2 separate regions of the Macaca mulatta genome follow, and region 1 is linked to region 2. The links are chromatin contacts, called in public Hi-C maps. All regions are on one chromosome and are shown on one strand. Each heading gives the region's core, a stretch centred on a gene start, on an enhancer-like site or on the middle of the called end of the contact. The rest is flanking DNA. Distances are from core to core; before and after follow the strand shown. Region 1 holds the start of TCEAL8 (transcription elongation factor A like 8). Region 2 holds the start of BEX4 (brain expressed X-linked 4).

Region 1 (7,269 bases), core at 3,126-5,625, 39 kb after region 2:
CCGGGTTCACGCCATTCTCCTGCCTCAGCCTCCCGAGTAGCTGGGACTACAGGCGCCCGCCGCCTCGCCCGGCTAGTTTTTTGTATTTTTTAGTAGAGACGGGGTTTCACTGGGTTAGCCAGGATGGTCTCGATCTCCTGACCTCGTGATCCGCCGGTCTCGGCCTCCCAAAGTGCTGGGATTACAGGCTTGAGCCACCGCGCCCGGCCCTTTTCCTATTATATTGGGTCCACCTTTTTAGATGATGGACTTCCAGGGCAAAGTAACTGATTATGTCAAATCTTCTCAGTATGTGACCTGTCCCCAACCAGAATCCATTGATTCTCAACACCATCCCTGGATGATGATGATGATGATGATGATGATGATGATGTTGACAGCAATGATGGTGGTGGAGAGGACATTTTCTGTTTGATCTAACAGTCTTATGTCTGGGGGGCCCATGAATGGCCAGGTCTCCGAGAAGGTAGTTATCCTCCAAGAAAGAGGATAAATAATTTATACAAGGTCACATACCAATAAGGAGAAGAGCCCAAACTGGAACCCAGGTTTATCCGACACTACGGCCATATACTTAAATCACTTTTTTCCTTCCTAAACCCAAGGATTTGAATTTCATCTTTGTCTTATTGTTCAAACAATCCTTTAGGCTGTCAGAAATTTCGTAATGTTTCCTCAGATGACAGACCTAAAGAATAAGGCTCACAGTTGGATTACTTTCTGCATGATCAATGCCTTTAAAAGGCATCTTCACACCAATTCGCAGTTGACTGTCCTGACCCCCAAGTCGTGAGCTGGGCCTGCAGTGCAAGTGAGTTTTCAGATAGGAGGGGACACCCATTTTCTCCTGAGTTATAAGACCACATGTCTTTGCAAGTTCCCTTTACCTGGTGTCTCCTGTGCTTCAGGGCCTGGGCTGGCTCAGGCATCAGATGCTCTGCACCAGGAAGACACAGAGCTAAAGTCCTTGCAGAACCAACCAAAAGGCCAGGGCACATCGAGGCCTTTCTAGGAGTCTGCACAAGGTGGGTGGGAGAGGGATGGGTGAGGTTTTGTGTGCTGTCTAACTCTGTTTTTGCCCCAGTTGTCTTGTGGACTACTTCACTGGACTCTGAGAGAAGGGTCAGACCCTTCTGCTTCAACCCCAAGTTACCTGGTCAGACCTGTTCAGACATCTGCTTGCTCAAAGATTGTCCCAACCAATGTTTTCAACTGGAAAGTTATGGAGCTTTTTCTTTTCCCCTAGAAAATGTTCCCCAGAAGAGAAAGGGAGAAGGAGGGAAAGGCAAAGTGCTCTGACCTGAAATAGGACAGTCATCCTCCTCCACATATGTCTGTTCAGGATAGCCTGGCCGTTAGCCTTAGGAGAGCCTAGTACCTGCTGCAGACTAGAGTGGAAGGACAAAGTCAGAAGTCTTGCTCGGGCCAACCCTTTAACATCCTGTCTGAGCACCACTCTCTGAGGGCTGGGGGGAGGATTTATCCTCTCGTAAAACTGGTTCTGGTGAACCTGGAACTTTATCTCACTCCAGTTAGAATTCCAGTTCGACCAGCACCTATCAGGCTGCCATCACCTTGAAGAATGGTCTGGAGACATGAAGATTCCCTGAAAATGACATCATATAGTGAAAAAATAGAAACAGAAGAAAGCCAAGGGTGCAGGGTTGGCTCAATTGTTTTTTTGAGATGATTACTAAAAGGTAATTTTGAATTTATTTCTGATACATTTTACTCATACTGGGAGGAGGCAATGCATGGCTAAACATGGTGTTCACTCAATAAAAAGGCATCTTATGTTACATTCCTCCCCCTAGTTTTTTATCTTGTCTTTCTTTGTTAACAGGAACCTTACAAATTTTATGTATAGATGTGTCCATCTTTTCCTTTAAAAATTCATACTTAAAACAGTAAATGCTTGTATAGGCCTTCTATTTCCTGAATGTCAGCAAGCATTCACCAAGATTTCCTGCCAATTATTTTGTAGTTAATATTTGTAATAACGAAAAGCATATTGTATTACTAGTGGTTCTCATTCTTCAGTCCATATCATTATCACCTGCAGGAGTTTGCAAGCTATAATTTTACAGCCTACCTCCAGAAAATGTGGGTCAGTGGGCCTTATGTGGGGCCCAGACATCAGCATTTTCAAGACACTCCCCAGCAGATTCTGATGCAGGTGATTATTATGAAATACTTTGATAATAAAACATTTGGAGTACAATCTATTCTCTGCCCTGTTTCTTCTTGGAATTGCTTGTCATAACTCTAGAGAAATAAAAATACTTGTAGATTATTCAGCAAGTAATCTGATTTGGACAAACCTGCTAGCTCTTAGTAGCAATCAAAAAATCAATTAAATATTAAAACACAATGTGCCAGCTAAACACCTACAAGTATCCATATGTGGGATACCAAGAGGAAGAGGTAGTCTTTGCTTGTTCTACAGGGGAAATATAATCTCTAACATTTATATAATAGTATTCTACTTCAAGTACATTTATAAGGTTCTTACCGACTTTGAAAGTTTTTTTTAACCACAGGTCAACAGGAGAAGAGATGGAATTAAGGGGACTGTTCCTTAAATCTGTTCCCTGCATCACTTTGTGTAATTTATATATGTTCCCCAACAGTCTTCTGAACTAGTAAAGCCTGCCCAGGAGCCTTCAGGAAGAGATCATCCCAAGAGGACAAATCCTCATTCCTTAGACTTAGAGCAAAAACTGTGATTACAACATGATGTCTTTGACTCAAACTTATACCCCAGTCCAAATCCCAAATGGAGTCATCACATCTGACTCCTGTGGAGAGGAAGGGTCTTGTGATTGAAAACAGAAGGGGTTGTTTTGCTAAGGGCTCCGAAGGACATTGTGGCCCAAGCAACCCTAGAGAAGTCCCACCTGTGTTAAGTATCACTATAAAGCAGAGAGAAGCTTTAGAAGACAGTGAGAGTTCAACCTACTGAGGACTCCAGGGAACTCGGTGGAGTTTTGGCCCTCAAGGACTGCAGTGCATCAGCAGGAGTGGGGCCAGCAGAGAGCACAGCATTCAGCAGAAGAGGCAGCAATGTTAGGCAGGCATGGCAGGACCCAAGGGAGGAGATAGGGTTCACTAGCAGAGGACTGATAGGGAAGCCCCCACCTCTGCCTACTGGACTTGTAGGTAGTACAAGTCGCGTCATGCCAGGCCCTCCCTTAAATATTGGTGCTTCTATAGTGGGTTGGGATTCCGTACGCACGGGTGGGAATGAGATCCCACTGAGCACAACTGTTACTGCCTCATTTCTTCCCCACTGCAGCCCCGTGAAGCAAATATTTTCCCCATGAAAAGACTGAGTCTTAAACGTGTGTATCTGTAATAATTGCCAGTTTATTCCTCTGGCTAAGAGATCCAGAGGTAATTTGAGGTTTACATTTCTTTTTTATTGTTCTTTCATCAAGAGTTTAGGTGCCCCCATTGCCCTCATAAGCTGGTTGCAAATTATTTGACTCTTACTTGTAAAAAAAATCCTTAATTCTTTTTGTGTGTGAGACACGCGTTCATTAAAAAGCACATATAATATAAGCAAAAAGAATAAAAAGAAGAAAACAAATAAAATTTCACACCACACAGAAATAAGCTTGGTTAAGTTTTTGATATATGTTATATGGATGTATGTATACACACACGCACACACACAAAGTTTGGAATTTTATCCTATATATGTGAGCTGATATTAAATATGCTGCTTTGCCATAACCTGTTATGTTTCACTTTACAACATGGAATGAACACATTCCCATGCAAATGTATGAAAGTTTCCAATTGAAAAATAGACCTGGAAAATGGGTCAAAATCCAAAATCCAATGAGGTGCTGGTACCAAGGAAACTATCTAAAACAAAATTTCATCAGATTATTAAAAGTAAAATGGAGGTCAAAGATACATCAGAAAATGCTAACAGAAAGAAAGCTGGGGCCAGATTTTAATATTAGGCAAAAATGAATTCAAGGCCTAAAGCACACAGGATAAGGACGGCTGCGTGAATGTCTTTGCTTCCAATGCATCATCACAAACTTGTTTCTTACTCTTCTTATCTCTTCCCTAAGCCTTTCAAGCTCACCTACTCCTCTTATCATTTCTTCAGGGTTCAAATGCCTAACGGGTGTGTCCTCTTTAAATCCCTGGCCAGGTTGATTCGGCTCTCCTCTGGGGTTTCCTTCTGCCTCCTGGCTTATACCTTCTTCGGAAGGTTGAGGATTTCCTTCTGCCTCCTGTGGTACATCCTCCAAAGGGCGATCTTCCTCGGCCTTTGGCATGTTCTGTGGTTTTCCCTCATTTTCTTCACAAGACTTTTGCATATTGAGTATTTTTAATTTCCTTTTTGAATAAATTAATCCTAGAAAACAAGGAAACAAAACTACTAGATTCCAGGCAAACAGACCAGCAACCAGAGTATGGGGTCCCATAGCGACTGGCCTTTTCTGACTCAGTACCCTAATTGTCAAAAGTTTTCCAACTAGAGAAAGCTGGATCCTCAGGCTCAGAACTCCCCTGACTCCACCTCCCTTCCCGCCCCCTTTAGTTCCAGCTCCATCTTTCTCCTCCTGCTCCTGCCCACCATCTTCCCAGCAGGCCCTGCTACAAGCTTCTCCTAATACTGAAATGGGAGCAGTACGGAAGCAATTAACCCTTCTCCCGCCTCTGGTTTCCAACACTCCCGCCCTTCAGACTTTCCCAAGCCCTCTCAACCTCCAGCCTCTCACCTGAGAGGGTTGGTCCAGTCTCTGGTCTCCCCTCCCAGTTCAGCGTCTCTTAAACCTCCCCCTCCCCCGCCTCATTTCCGCTGCAGGCTCGGCACCGGCCTCTGGCGCTTAATCCGGATGGGGAGAGGCTGCTGCGACCCCGGGATGTGCTTTGGTGTCACTCACACTTCCACCCCCACCCAAAGAGACCCGAAGCAATTGCACCTTTACAAAAACTGACCTGCAGGGATTCAGGGGATTTTCCTCTCTCTTCCCTCACCTCGATTTGTGTCGCGCCCAAAAAACCAAATATCCTGCAGACAGATGGGAGTGTTTGGTGAGCAGGCTAGTACCTGGATCACGGGTCCCTTTCATGATTCTAGGCCTTGTTGGTGTAAAGTTTCCCACGTCCTCATCCTCGCCCTCCTTTTATGGCAACCCCGCCCTCATCCGTGCCCACCGTTTTTCTGCAAGCAGGGAGTAGGAAAAGCAAGTTTCTTCCAAACAGTTTCTATGTCTCTCTCTCAGGACCCTTAATTGACTACCCTTCTCTCTCTCCACCCGCCATCCCCCACCAAACAGCCCCAAATTTCCTGCACAAAATGGGAGTTTGGCGGAACAGCAGTGAGGAAAGCAGTGCCGGCCCCGCTTGCTTTCTGCTCTCAGCCTCCTCGACCCCAGGGTCTCCAGGTCAGCGCCCACCTTTATACTAACCTGAAAGGATCTTGGGCACTTTTCTCCTTCTCCAGCAATAGGGAGCTGCTACAGGGAAACAGGCCCTGGACTATAAGGACTTCTGCACACGTCGACTCCTGGTCACGTGAGAGTCGCGTCATCACTGAGCTCGAGTCCCCAGTTACCCCTCCCATTAACACTGCAGCCCGCCCTCTGCGTTCCCTCCACTTGATACTGTCAATCTTTTTTCGTATTTGCCAATCAGAGACAATAAACTGTTATCTTCTCCCTGGAGTATTTATTCGCCTTTCTCAGATTACCAGGAGGATCAGCCTTTTAGGGGTAATCGATCATTTCTCCTTCTTTGGGGAATCATCTCTTTCTCCGGCTCCCAATAATCTCACCTCCCCTCCTCCAAGACCCCTACAGTCCACCATTTCCCCTGGAATCCTATCCAGCATTGAAATGGGCAAAGGTGGTAGATCGGGAAGCGGGGCTGGAAAAGAATCTAAGGTTGAAAGTGGAGGATTTGACTAGTCCTTTTGAATAGTTTTCTGTTGTGTTCTATGTTTTCAGCGATCAGCGTACTTTTAAAAATGGTATCAGAAAACGGATGCCTCATAAGCAATATGTAACACTTAATATGGAGGATAAATTAGTTATATCAATGTGTAAGACTTTGGAAAAGTTTTCTAATGGCTGGAAATGAAATGACAGTATTCACAACATATTGATGTGTTAGAATTTTTAAAAATCTTACCAAACGGCACTTAAAAAATTGACTCCCAAATTAATGTGTGGAAGGAGGCCCAGTTTTCTCTTGTTGGCAATTTTGTATAGGTAATCTACTACTCTTTCTATTTCTGGCAGAACTCAAGTTATCAAGTGTTCGATGTCTGATCTTTTTCATTGATGGTGGCATCCACTAAGGTTTCACTTGGAGACTTCAGGCAGACTTCCTCCCCATTTCCCCTGTAGGATTCAGTATCTTGTTAATCAGATAAGTCCACAGAAAAGCTTGCTTTCCACTGAGTAAACTTCTTTTGGAACTCAAAGAAAAATGTTTCTTGGAAAACATTTTGTTGTTGGGAAATAACTCATATATTCATGAAACGCTCAGAAAAGAAAGAGTTCCCTGTATCTCACCATCAGGCATGAGGCTTCTTTGCGTGGCATTTTCATTCATTCATGGCACTCTGGAGATAGTCTGGTATCATCCACTGTGTCCCATTAAAAGAACTATTGACATGCATAATTGTTATGATTAGAAAGCAAAGAGAACAACATTGCTGTAAAAACTAATATTAAACAGGAAACTGATATCCCTGAAACTCAGAATCCACTGGTACTTGGAAGGATGGTGGTGCCTGGAGTGGCATTCTGGCCAATGGAGCCAGCTGGAGAGTCAGAAGAAGGCAGAGGGGGTCTTTTGTCTAGGGTGGTCACAGCAGGATACCTCAGTCAACAATAACACCCACCAGAGAGGAGAAAGGAATGGTTGGAAAAAATAAATATTTTTTGGACTTAATGATTCATAGTTGAAGCATGACAAATTTCTTCCACATTTGAGGGATAAATGTTCTATTGTTTGAGAGAGAGCTTTTTAATATAAATATAACTAGCAAATTATAAAGATTTAATCATTACCTATCACCAAATGTTTCCACTCTTTTAAATGTAACCAATTCAGTGAGGAACAACTCTGATCTTTTAAAAGAAAAATTATTAGCAGCAAAATGGACTTTGTGTGTGTGTACACTTCTATGAAGTTTAACCAATGTATGGATTTGTTTAACCACCACTGCAATCAGATCACAGTTCAATCACCCGCAGAAACTCCTGCATGCTGTCTCTCGTAGTCCTATTTTACTGC
Region 2 (7,126 bases), core at 3,973-6,472:
TACTCGGATAGTTGAGGCAGAAGAATGGCATGAACCCAGGAGGCGGAGCTTGCAGTGAGCTGAGATCATGACACTGCACTCCAGTCTGGGCTACAGAGCGAGACTCTAAGAGAAGGAGGAAAAAACATGGAAAAGACAACTAGTACCAGCCACTGCAAAAACATGCCATATTGTAAAGACCATCAATGGTAGGAAGAAACTGCATCAACTAATGAGCAAAATAACCAGCTAACATCATAATGACAGGATCAAGTTCACACATAACAATATTAACCTTAAATGTAAATGGGCTAAATGGTCCAATTAAAAGACACAGACTGGCAAATTGGATAAAGAGTCAAGACCCATCAGTCTGCTGTATTCAGGAGACCCATCTCACATGCAGAGACACATATAGGTTCAAAATAAAGGGATGGAGGAAGATCTACCAAGCAAATGGAAAACAAAAAAAGGCAGGGGTTGCAATCCTAGTCTCTGATAAAACAGACTTTAAACCAACAAAGATCAAAAGAGACAAAGAAGGCCATTACATAATGGTAAAGGGATCAATTCAACAAGAAGATCTAACAATCCTAAATATATATGCACCCAATACAGGAGCACCCAGATTCATAAAGCAAGTCCTTAGAGACTTAGACTCTCACACAATAATAATGGGAGACTTTGACACCCCACTGTCAACATTAGACAGATCAACAAGACAGAAAGTTAACAAGGACATCCAGGAATTGAACTCAACTCTGCACCAACCGGACCTAATGACATCTACAGAACTCTCTACCCCAAATCAACAGAATGTACATTCTTCTCAGCACCACATCGCACTTATTCCAAAATTGACCACATAGTTGGAAGTAAAGCACTCCTCAGCAAATGTAAAAGAACAGAAATTATAACACACTGTCTCTCAGAACACAGTGCAATCAAACTAGAACTCAGGACTAAGAAACTCAATCAAAACCTCTCAAATACATGGAAACTGGGCAAACTGGTCCTGAATGACTACTGGGTACATAACGAAATGAAGGCAGAAATAAAGATGTTCTTTGAAACCAATGAGAACAAAGATACAACATATCAGAATCTCTGGGACACATTTAAAGCAATGTATAGAGGGAAATTTATAGCACTAAATGCCCACAAGAGAAAGCAGGAATAATCTAAAATTGACACCCAAACACCACATTTAAAAGAATTAGAGAAGCAAGAGCAAACACATTCAAAAGCTAGCAGAAGGCAAGAAATAACTAAGATCAGAGCAGAACTGAAGGAGATAGAGACACAAAAAAACCCTTCAAAAAATCAATGAATTCAGGAGCTAGTTTTTTGAAAAGATCAACAAAATTGATAGACCGCTAGCAAGACTAATAAAGAAGAAAAGAGAGAAGAATCAAATAGATACAATAAAAAATGATAAAGGGGATATCACCACCAACCCCACAGAAATACAAACTACCATCAGAGAATACTATAAACACCTCCATGCAAATAAACTAGAAAACCTAGAAGAAATGGATAAATTCCTGGACACATACACTCTCCCAAGACTAAACCAGGAAGAAGTTGAATCCCTGAATACACCAATAGCAGGCTCTGAAATTGAGGCAATAATTAATAGCCTACCAACTGAAAAAAGTCCAAGACCAGATGGATTCACAGTCGAATTCTATCAGAGGTACAAGGAGGAGCTGGTACCATTCCTTCTGAAATTATTCCAATCAATAGAAAAAGAGGGAATCCTCCCTGACTCATTTTATGAGGCCAACATCATCCTGATACCAAAGCCTGGCAGAGACACAATAAAAAAAGAGAATTTTAGACCAATATCCCTGATGAACATTGATGCAAAAATCCTCAATAAAATACTGGCAAATCGAATCCAGCAGCACATCAAAAAGCTTATCCACCATGATCAAGTGGGCTTCATCCCTGGGATGCAAAGCTGGTTCAACATAAGCAAATCAATAAACGTAAGCCAGCATATAAACAGAACCAAAGACAAAAACCACATGATTATCTCAATAGATGCAGAAAAGGCCTTTGACAAAATTCAACAGCCCTTCATGCTAAAAACTCTCAATAAATTTGGTATTGATGGAACGTATCTCAAAATAGTAAGAGCCATTTATGACAAACCCACAGCCAGTATCATATTGAATGGGTGAAAACCGGAAGCATTCCCTTTGAAAACTGGCACAAGACAGGGATGGCCTCTCTCACCACTGGTATTCAACATAGTGTTGGAAGTTCTGGTGAGGGCAATCAGGCAAGAGAAAGAAATAAAGGGTATTCAATTAGGAAAAGAAGAAGTCAAATTGTCCCTATTTGCAGATGACATGATTGTATATTTAGAAAACCCCATCGTCTCAGCCCAAAATCTCCTTAAGCTGATAAGTAACTTCAGCGAAGTCTCAGGATACAAAATCAATGTGCAAAAATCACAAGCATTCTTATACACCAATAACAGACAAACAGAGAGCCAAATCATGAATGAACTCCCATTCACAATTGCTTCAAAGAGAATAAAATAGCTAGGAATTCAATTTACAAGGGATGTGAAGGACCTCTTCAAGGAGAAGTACAAACCTCTGCTCAATGAAATAAAAGAGGACACAAACAAATGGAAGAACATTCCATGCCCATGGATAGGAAGAATCAGTATCGTGAAAATGGCCATACTGCCCAAGGTAATTTATAGATTCAATACCATCCCCATTAAGCTACCAATGACTTTCTTCACAGAATTGGAAAAAACTACTTTAAAGTTCATATGAAACCAAAGAAGAGCCCACATTGCCAAGACAATCCTAAGCCAGAAGAACAAAGCTGGAGGCGTCACACTACCTGACTTCAAACTATACTGCAAGGCTACAGTAACCAAAACAGCATGGTACTGGTACCAAAACAAAGATATAGACCAATGGAACAGAACAGAGCCCTCAGAAATAATACCACACATCTACAACCATCTGATCTTTGACAAACCTGACAAAAACAAGAAATGGGGAAAGAATTCCCTATTTAATAAATGGTGCTGGGAAAACTGGCTAGCCATAAGTAGAAAGCTGAAACTGGATCCCTTCCTTACTCCTTATACAAAAATTAATTCAAGATGGATGAGAGACTTAAATGTTAGACCTAAAACCATAAAAACCCTAGAAGAAAACCTAGGCAATACCATTCAGGACGTAGGCATGGGCAAGGACTTCATATCTAAAACATGAAAAGCAATGGCAACAAAAGCCAAAATTGACAAATGGGATCTAATTAAACTAAAGAACTTCTGCGCAGCAAAAGAAACTACCATCAGAGTGAACAGCAACCTACAGAATGGGAGACAATTTTTGCAATCTACTCATCTGACAAAGCGCTAATATCCAGAACCTACAAAGAACTTAAACAAATTTACAAGAAAAAAACAACCCCATCAAAAAGTGGGCAAAGGATATGAACAGATACTTCTCAAAAGAAGACATTTATGCAGGCAACAGACACATGAAAAAATGCCCATCATCACTGGCCATCAGAGAAATGCAAATCAAAACCACAATGAGATACCATTTCACACCAGTTAGAATGGCAATCATTAGAAAGTCAGGAAACAACAGGTGCTGGAGAGGATGTGGAGAAATAGGAACACTTTTACACTGTTGGTGGGACTGTAAACTAGTTCAAACACTGTGGAAAACAGTGTGGCGATTCCTCAAGGATCTAGAACTAGAAATACCATGACCCAGCCATCCCATTACTGGGTATATACCCAAAGGATTATAAATCATGCTGCTATAAAGACACATGAATGCCTATTTTTATTGCAGCACTATTTATAATAGCAAAGACTTGGAATCAACCCAAATGTCCATCAATGACAGACTGGATTAAGAAAATATGGCACATACACACCATGGAATACTATGCTGCCATAAAAAAGGATGAGTTCATGTCCTTTGTAGGGACATGGATGCAACTGGAAACCATCATTCTGAGCAAACTATCACAAGAACAGAAAACCAAACACCGCATGTTCTCACTCATAGGTGGAAACTGAACAATGAGATTACTTGGACACAGGAAGGGGACCATCACACACCAGAGCCTATTGTGGGGTGGGGGAAGGGGGTGATAGCATTAGGAGATATCCCTAATGTAAATGACGAGTTAATGGGCACAGCACACCAACATGGCACATGTATTCATATGTGACAAACCTCCACGTTGTGCACATTTACCCTAGAACATAATATAATAAAAAAAAGGGGAAAAAAATAAAAGAACAGAAAGTTATTAAGAAGAATTAGAAAAAATCCACTGTCCTTGACTCATTTCCTGTTCCCGCCAAACGTTCTGGTGTAGAGAAAAGGGGGAGCATTGGTAACAAGGACCACAGTTTTCCGTTGAGGTGGGCGGGACAGATGCTCTCTTTACTTAAATTTTTGGCATCTTGCTCATCATAAATTTTCTTGCAATAATTTTGTTTTTTAAGATGTTGCATTAAGGCCCGGCGCGGTGGCTCACGCCTGTAATCCCAGCACTTTGGGAGGCCAAGGCGGGCGGATCACAAGGTCAGGATATCGAGACCATCCTGGCTAACACTGTGAAACCCCGTCTCTACTAAAAATGCAAAAAATTAGCCGGGCGAGGCGGCGGGCGCCTGTAGTCCCAGCTACTCGGGAGGCTGAGGCAGGAGAATGGCGTGAACCCGGGAGGCGGAGCTTGCAGTGAGCCGAGATCGCGCCACTGCACTCCAGCCTGGGCCACTAAGCGAGACTCTGTCTCAAAAAAAAAAAAAAAAAAAAAAAAAAAAAAAAAAAAAAAGATGTTGCATTAAGATGTTCTTTTTCTTGACTGCTGAGGAAATTTGCACCCCTTTAAATTCTGCGCCCGCGTCCTGATTGGGAGAGATGGGGAAAATCCTGGGAGCCCAGGACAAGGAGAGGCAAGTCCCACGGAAGTGGGAATGGCCAAGAGCTCCCTGAGAAGACAGTTTCCTTCTTGGTGAGGCAGAGGAAGGCCCAAGAATACACAAAGACAGGAGAGTGGAAAGGCCGGCCAGGCTGGAGATATTGAAAGAGACTCCAGATGAGGATAGGGGCTGGCCCGAAAGCCCTGCCAGACTCCGGCCTGCAGGAGGGGGCGTGGGACGGGGGCGGAGCTGTTGGCGATGACAACAGCCCCACGTGACCGGCCAACACTGAGTCTCATCTGGCTCTGTCGTCAGAGCCATCGTCGCTCGTTCCCTTCTCGGTGGCGGTACCTGCTCCCGGTGGCCCTGAGGACGTGCGGGCCAGGGGCGGCCCGGAAAGTAGGAAGCGGAGGGGGAGCAGGTAAGGCATCCGGAGTGGGGTCCCTGGAGTTGGTGTTGGGGAGCGGCTCCGGCCTGCAGAGGCCCCACCCCGGGGGAGCCACGCGAAGACGCAGTCGGTCCGCGATGCAGCCCCCGGGCCCCGCCGCGGGCCCGCGAGCCTTCGTTGAGCGGAGAGGTGCCCGTCCCCGAGGGAGCCGGCGGTCCTGAGGCTACGACCGTTCGGAAACACCTGCCTCCGCCACCAGCGCAAGCTTTTCCGACACCCCTGCCCCGCCCTTCTTGGTGCAGAAAATGGTGGTCAGCTTGCGGGCGGGGTGACTGAGGCGGGGGGCGAGGGCTGCACCGAGGGCCCGGGCCCGGGCCAGGTGCGGGACGGGGAAGGGGCCGGATGGTGGTGGGTCCTAGCTAGCGTTCCGCTGCAGCAGCCCCCACTTCCCCAACCCCGGCCGTCTGCAGGTCTGCGAGGCTAAGTGTCGCGGCGGCGCACCTCGCGTCGAGAATCGGGAGGAGGAGGAGACTGCAAGGATAGGCCCAGGTCGGTGCGAGCGACAGTGGTGAGGCGGGGGCCGGAACGTGAGGAAAGCCCAGTCTGAGACCCCAATCCATGCCTTCACCCTCGACTCCTTCTACTGCATGCAACCCTCCCCTTCCCACACCCCATCCTCGTCCTCCATTTTACTGCCTGCAGAAGCATGGATCTACAGGGAAAATGGTGGGCTTTGCGGGAGGGGCTCGGATTGGGGGCACCCCACAGGGCCCACGGGCTTCTCAGGTGGAAAAAAATGAAATGTTAAAGAGTATAAAGTCAAGTCCATGGCTCTGAATTTTAAAAGGTGCCTAGTAGGGCCTCTGTCCTCAGTGCTTATCAGTCCACAAATTCAGCTCATTTTCTCTCTCTTGTCTCCTAGGAGTAATGGAGTCCAAAGAGGAACTAGCGGCAAACAATCTCAACGGGAAAAATGCCCAACAAGAAAACGATGGAGGGGAGCAGGCCCCCATGCCGAATGAAGAAGAATCCCGCCATTTGGGAGGGGGTGAAGGCCAGAAGCCTGGAGGAAATATCAGGCGGGGGCGAGTTAGGCGACTTGTCCCTAATTTTCGATGGGCCATACCTAATAGGCATATTGAGCACAATGAAGCGAGAGATGATGTAGAAAGGTTTGTAGGGCAGATGATGGAAATCAAGAGAAAGACTAGGGAACAGCAGATGAGGCACTATATGCGCTTCCAAACTCCTGAACCTGACAACCATTATGACTTTTGCCTCATACCTTGAATCCTAAAAGTTTTTGCTGAGGTTAATGTGAACACTGCTTTACAAGCTTGTATTTTTGTGATTTACTTTCTCTGTAAGCCTTTTGGTGTTTCCACTTAACCAGTTTCTAATGGAAATTAGAATTCTAATTGTATATTATTTTGTCTCAGCCAAAAAGTTACTGTCAGCATGGCAATTCACCCATTTTAGGAAAAATACTCTTTTCATAATATGAAATGCATAAAGCAGTTCAAAAAGCAGTCTGTATTCCATCATCTTCCTCTTTCATTCCAATCCTTATTTTTTGTAAATACTACTTTTCCTCCTCCGGCTACCTGGACTCAAAATCTCAGTTGTCTTTGACAGTTTTTTCTTGTCCCTGACCAAAAAAGAATGATCATACCCATAATTCAATGTTTGATATTTTAAGAATGTATGTTCCAGTGTTTTTCAGAGTGAGTCTACCATCTGTATAAAAACACCTTGGGGGCAGGGGCATTTAAGAATGTGGGACCTATCGTCCAGACTTACAGAGTGGGGCTCCAGAATCTCCATTTTTAGCAAAC

The links. A called contact is a pair of places that touch in the nucleus more often than the background predicts.
Region 1: a contact with region 2 is called in a Hi-C map of liver, with 4 times the contacts expected there. The contact joins the promoter of TCEAL8 here to the promoter of BEX4 in region 2. A contact is called at or near these places in 2 of 14 Hi-C or Micro-C datasets (fetal cortex germinal zone and liver).

The regions. Positions count from the first base shown.
Region 1 is chrX:109,896,725-109,903,993 of T2T-MMU8v2.0, forward strand. It overlaps TCEAL8 (transcription elongation factor A like 8), which reads right to left and starts at 4,376. Exons shown (of 1, transcript NM_001193726.1): 1 at 3,343-4,376. The coding sequence starts at 4,337. The coding sequence ends at 3,984. BEX1 (brain expressed X-linked 1) reads right to left here and starts at 3,469. Exons shown (of 4, transcript XM_077989281.1): 1 at 3,448-3,469. The coding sequence starts at 3,463.
Region 2 is chrX:109,857,072-109,864,197 of T2T-MMU8v2.0, forward strand. It overlaps BEX4 (brain expressed X-linked 4), which reads left to right and starts at 5,223. Exons shown (of 2, transcript XM_077989278.1): 1 at 5,223-5,324; 2 at 6,214-7,126. The coding sequence starts at 6,219. The coding sequence ends at 6,581. All of the region lies in intron 1 of BEX1 (brain expressed X-linked 1), which reads right to left.